2 separate regions of the Rattus norvegicus genome follow, and region 1 is linked to region 2. The links are chromatin contacts, called in public Hi-C maps. All regions are on one chromosome and are shown on one strand. The core of a region is the stretch at or near the end of the contact, and the rest is flanking DNA. Distances in the headings are between cores, read along the strand shown.

Region 1 (2,984 bases), core at 477-2,976, 190 kb before region 2:
CGATACTTTTTCATGGATGTCATAACAAATTCATACAGGACTCAAATAGCAAAAAAAAAAAAAAAAAAAAAAAATTGCTTGGCAAAATTCAGCATAACTACATAAAAAGTCTCTGAAATTTGAACTTGGGAAAAGAAAAACAGAAAAACAAAACAAAAAACCCCACTTGATTATTACAGCTAAAGTGAAGCACTCCTATGATCTACTTATGCAGCATAGGTAGGTCAAAGTATATTTTCAGAAACCTAAATACTTAGTACCTACCATGTGCATGTTGAGCGAGTTCAATTTAAAAAAAAAATGGCTGTATAAACTATGTATTCAACCAACACATACACGCACCTTACAGGTTGCCACGTAAGTCAAGGCAATGAAGTAAAACAAGTAAGCTACAAAGTGGACAATGTTGGTTGAATATGGACAGCATTCCTTCAGCTTGGAACTGTTATGTAGCCAATGCTTAGGCTTTCTTCACTAAATTGACATCAGAGTTGTTCCTCCTTCCCATCCATGCTAGGTCTTTTGGCCCTTCTTTTGCCTTACACTGCTTCGGGTTGTTCTCACTGTTGTTTTAAAACTGTCTCTCTTGGCTGGAGAAAGGGGAGTGGGTGGGTAAACAATGCATTGGTTGCTCACTGATGAATTCCGAATCCAGCCCACACTGGCACTTCTGGAAACACTACTGAAGCAATTCATCCCTACGTCAGGTGTTGTGCAAACAGTATCACGAAATACATTCTCAGCTACAATATGTGGTAAATTGCAATGCCCTTTAGGAACTAACAAACATGCATATTGTTTAGAAAGATCCCAGAACTTAGATGGCACCTCAGACGCTGGAATCTAAGTCTAGAAGTCTAGTGGCAAACCCATCTTTTAACCTCTTCCTCTCCGCATCTAACCTCGTCCGGAATAAACTGTTTAAACACACTCTTTAGGAAACCCATTAGGTGTGTGTTTCAGTTTATGAGAAATCAAACGAAAACAGCAATGTAACATGCATTCTGACTTATAAAAGGCCATATAGGTGTAATGTAAAAAATGGTGATGAGCGAGAGAAAATTGGCTCTCCTAATAAAAAAGCCCAAAGACAATTAATGTCTTGCCTTCCATCTGAAAGTTAACGGGGCTTTAAAACACATCCTTCACATGGCGTGTAGACACTGAGCTGGGGCCTGAACTCATGTCTCAGTGACAGACTCCAAGAGGGGACTTCCCGTGGTGCAAAGCCACCGGGAGGTCAGATGTCAAACAGAGGCGGGGTCAGGGGTCAGCCGCCAGGCCGGGCGGTGTGACCACGGGTGCCCGGGAGGCGAGAACACACCGCACTGCGCCCCCGGAGCAGAGTCGGGGTGGAGGGCAGGTCAACCCCGGTGTCCAGAGCCTACGGGGCTGTGGCGTCCCCTTCGTTAGCCCTGAGCGAAGACGAGCTCGACAGCGCTCGGGAAAGGCGGAGACCGGGTCCCACAGGCCAAGCCGTCCCGCCCGCGGCCTAGTCGCGCCTCACCTGAGGACGCCGCGGCCTCGTCACCCACCCGGGCCGCCACAGCAGCCGGCTGCTCCCGGACCTGCCGGCTAGCTCTTCCGGGAGACGTGGAAGGGCGGCGAGGACCTCAAAACAGAGTGGCCGCTCAGCTGCCTGAGCGGCGGATAGCTGAGTGCCGCTGGCCGCCTAGCAGGTCACTCAGGCGGCGGCGCCGGCGGCCGCGGGGCCCTAGCGCCTGGCCACGCCCCACTTCCGTCGGCCGCGGACCCGGGCGCCCCGCCAGCGTGCGTGTGACGTAACACCGCCCGCACGCGGCTGCCACAACATTGCGGGGCACGCCTACAACGGGGGCATGGTCCTGTGAATGACATGGGAGGTCCAACCCAAACTGGGCGGGGCATGAGCCTCTGAGCTCCTCCTCCCTTTCAAAGTTGTCCTCCTGAGAATTTCGAGGTAGAGCATGCAACTGTAATCCCCAGGCCTGGGATGGTTCAGAAAATAAAGTAAATAGAATAAATAGCCAGGACAGACGGCCTGAGTTCATCCACAAAGCGTGCCCACAGAACACACACTCACATACACACTTTAACTAACAAAACAATTTAAAGGGATGGGGTGAAGAACTCGGGAAGGGGGGAACCAGAAAGGGGTGGTGGTGGTGATGTAACATTTGGAATGTAAATAAGTAAAATAATTTAATAAAAAAATAAACAAAACAAAAAGAACACAATTTAAAAAAGAAAACCGGACCCCTGATTTTGTGGAGCTTGCTTTCAAGCAAGAGAGATAGATTTTTGCCTAAACCAATGAAAGAACAATAGTTCAGACCATTTACCAAGGTTGTAAATCCAGAAAAACATGGAGAAGTGTTCAGAGGCACAAAAATAAATCAGGCTGTGAGGGTTCCTGGTAGAAAAGATATCCTGGACTGAGACCATTGTTCGATACTACTATAGTTATCTTTTGTGTACAGTTCACAGACTTTTTGAAATGGGTGTTTAAAAATAAAATCTGCGGGGCTGGGGATTTAGCTCAGTGGTAGAGCGCTTACCTAGGAAGCGCAAGGCCCTGGGTTCGGTCCCCAGCTCCGAAAAAAAAAAGAAAAAAGAAAAAAAAATAAAATCTGCATTCAATAATTCATCGAATGCCACATCTACTGGGTGAACAAGACCAGGCTAATTTGGCCCTCATGAAAAGCCTTTGATAAATTCTCAAGTAAGTGCTTTTGGGCATTGAGGAAACTAAGATTTAAAAAATGTTAAATAATCTTTCCAATATTATCTGCCCTTAAAAGAGGGGTCCATCTCACTCCAAAGTCTGTGCCCCTCCTAGACTCAATGTTTTATTGTCCCCACATTAAATATTGGGAATAATTACAAACCATTTTCTTCCTATTAAGTCGGGTTAATCCAGTCCAGTAATGAGAATAACTCACAGCAAAAGGAGAAAATCACTGTTGCTGTGGTCTTCGAGCCATTATTAAGTGGAGAACAGTTTT
Region 2 (3,080 bases), core at 456-2,955:
GTGCGCACACCGAGGGCTCCTAGGTCAGCCACCTTCTTGCTTCCTAGGCAGCAGCTGATTGCTACCAGGCTAAGTGTCCTCTGCATGCACAGTCTGGGAGGAATCTGCTCCCGGACAGGCACACTGACAGGACAGAGTCCCTTAAGGGTTCAGGGACTCAGTCACTTCCTGGGCCTTAGTCACTTCCCTCAGCTCCTTATACTCCTCGGTGTGTTTGGATGGAGGGCTCTTGCATCAAAGCTGAGAAGTCCCAGTCTTACACAACCCGATTACAGAGATAACATCTTACCTTGTATTGTCAGAAGCAAATCAGGTCACTGAAGGGAGTGGACTTCGCAGGCATGGGACAGCGCCATCTTTGGAAGTTGCCTGTTGTGGATGAATCCATATGTGAAGGAATCAGGGGGTTGGGTGTAACCATCAGCTACTGGTATTTGGTCCCTCTCCCTGTTCTGTCCCCCTTGGTGTCGGCCTCTCTAAGGGTAGCTCTCCTATGGCTCCAAGGTAACTCTTGAGGCCAACCAGAATCATGTAGTCTGTCTGTCTGTCCTGCAGGAAAGGAAAAGTCTTCCTCCTGTCATGGACTAAAGTTAGGTAGACGTCACATGACTACCCTGTGACTAGGAGGGCAGCCCCGATGTAGTAAGAAGACACACTTGGCCTGAGGGGTATGTGTGTGTGTGTGTGTGTGTGTGTGTGTGTGTGTGTGTGTGTGTGTTTCCGCAATCGCATTGACAGGGGATGAAACCTGATAAAAAAAGACACTGATATTAGCCTAGAACTATGCACACACACATCATCTCTTCTGCATCTATGTCATAGCCTTCGTTCACATGTGGGGCTACTCAGATAAATGTTCAATATCTTGCTTATGGTGGTGTTTAAGATGATTTATTTTGCACTATTTATCTATTCACTTACTTATCTTGTATGTTTGATATGTATGTGTGAGTGTGGACATGCTTGAGCCAGGGTGCAAGTGTGGGGGTGAGGAGACCGTTGTGGCAGTTGGTTCTCTCTTTCTCCCATGGGGGTCCTAGGGATCAGACTCAGGCTGTCCAGCTTGGTGGCAGGCACATTCACACAGCGAGTTCTCTCATCAGCTCCATGGTAGTGGTTTCTGCAGGGCTAGTCCTACATCTAGACTCTCCAAACCCTATGCTTAAACTCAGGATTACTGTGGGCAGGTTAGATTTCAAAGAGGCTGATTTTAAAAGTGTCAGTTTGGGCTCTTATGTTGTAAAAACAAACAAAAACAAACAAACAAACAAACAAACAAAAAAACCAGAACAATTTTTTTTTGGTGACCAGGGGATAAAGTTCTGAAGTTCTGATTTATGTCTCTGCGATTTCCCTTTGGTAGTAAACAAAAATATGTCCATATATAGTATTTGTGTCATTTATCAGTTGCAAGGGCTTGTTACAGTCACAAGAGACTGACAAAAAAAAAAGTCAGCAAAAACATCTTGTAGAAATGCTGCACGGAATTTATAATGAAAGGTAGTGTGTATTTTATTATCATTAAAAGGCAAAGCCCAGAGTCACCTTTGTCAGTCAAGTTGCTGACACTGTGGTTTGAAAGCATTGAGCACAGAGAGTCATTCTTCTGGACGGTTATTTTCTTGCCCCTCCTGTCAAGGCAGGAAAGTCACAGAGAAGAAGGAACGTGGACTGACTCAGCCCTGAACACTAGCTGCCGGTTCCAGGCTCAGACAGGCTCTTTCTTGCCTGCCGGGCCAGCTGGGCCTTCCCCTTGGCAGCCCTGGAAATGAGGGGATGGAAAGAGAATTTGCAACAGTGACCTCTGGGAAGCAGAGTTACATTTTTGACAAGAGGCCAGTGGTTACACATTAAGCGGCTCAGGCTCAGCATCTCCAAGCTGCCTCCACGCTCATCCCTGGAGAGCAGATTTCCCAATGTGAGCCAGGGGCTGCAGTCCTACTGCGTGCCGGCTTGAGGACAGGGAGTCAGGAGAGACGGATGGAAAATTCTGACGACATGGGAAGGAAACATAACTTGGCTGAAGTCTGACTGAAGCCTCTTGCCAGCTGAGAATCAGAATTGTAACATGATTAATTTTCCTTAAGGCTATTCTCCCTTCCCATCTGTAAACCTGCAATTTTCTAGGAATATCCCTAGCTTATAGTTAAAGGGTGCACTCTAAGCTCCTTTGCAACCCTCGTGGCTCCTGTTTTTACCTTATCGGATTCTAGTCTCATCTGTAGCACCTTTGGAACCACCCTGGAGCTTTACTGAAGTAAACAAGGAAATAAGTAATACATAAATGAATATAAAGAATGGAGGGTCTCTTAAAAACTGTCTAGGCAATGGCATCCCAAGCCTCTAAAATCCTGAATGCAGTCATCACTTGCACTTCTAAAGGCCACTCTTATTTGAGAAACCACACCGGTGCCCTTGGGTGTACCCTGATCTTTCTTTGGGGGTTTCTCTTTCTGTTTTTTTTTTTTAATAAACTTTAACTTTACTTAATACTGGGATCATTCTAACATTGTTTTCTGTGGGAAAGTCAAGGAACCTTCTTGACCTGTTTAGCAGTCTCTAAAACAGAACTCTGAGGATGCTGGCCTTGGCAGTGTCTACACAGTTCTGGGCTGTGTCATTACTGCTGACACAGGACAGGACACAGGGGACAAGGTTCCTTTCTCCTCCCTCAGAACTTGTGTACCCCATCTTTATCTCTTTCTCATGTATCCAGATACTCCTGGGTTCCACATGGTGGAAACACTGTATATAGTTAGTTAGTAACACTGGCAGATAAAAAAATTACCTCCAAATATAACAGGTTTAAGTAATATTTTCCCACCATTAAATATCTTTTGGACCAGGATCAACCTATGTCTTTTTTTTTTTTTTTTGAGACAGGGCATTGCTATGGAGCCCAGTTTCACCTTGAGTTTAAGGTCTTGTTTATGATCCAAGTGCTGTAAGATATGAAGCATCAGCCCTTGAACTCAAAATTTGGGAGTTTGGGAGCAGCTCAATTGGTTGGTCCTGACTCAGGGTTGCTCCTGAGGTTGTGGTCATGAAGTCAGGGAACCATTTTGGACAGTGAGGGAGCC

Evidence for each region. Hi-C and Micro-C count contacts between places; a contact is called where the count stands out from the background.
Region 1: a Hi-C map of the A7r5 cell line shows a contact between it and region 2, with 2.7 times the contacts expected there. The contact joins the promoter of Golga5 here to the enhancer-like site in region 2. A contact is called at or near these places in 2 of 12 Hi-C or Micro-C datasets (the A7r5 cell line and mammary epithelial cells).

What each region holds. Positions count from the first base shown.
Region 1 is chr6:127,375,986-127,378,969 of GRCr8, reverse strand. It overlaps Golga5 (golgin A5), which reads right to left and starts at 1,726. Exons shown (of 13, transcript NM_001033065.2): 1 at 1,508-1,726.
Region 2 is chr6:127,187,561-127,190,640 of GRCr8, reverse strand. No RefSeq gene overlaps it. Among named protein-coding and RNA genes, the nearest start is that of Rin3, 7.5 kb to the left of the region's middle. Within about 2 kb of position 1,705, at least 17 of the 93 cell types and tissues checked have an H3K27ac peak or open chromatin away from gene starts, as enhancers often do. A contact at or near this core is called in the A7r5 cell line, where this site is marked.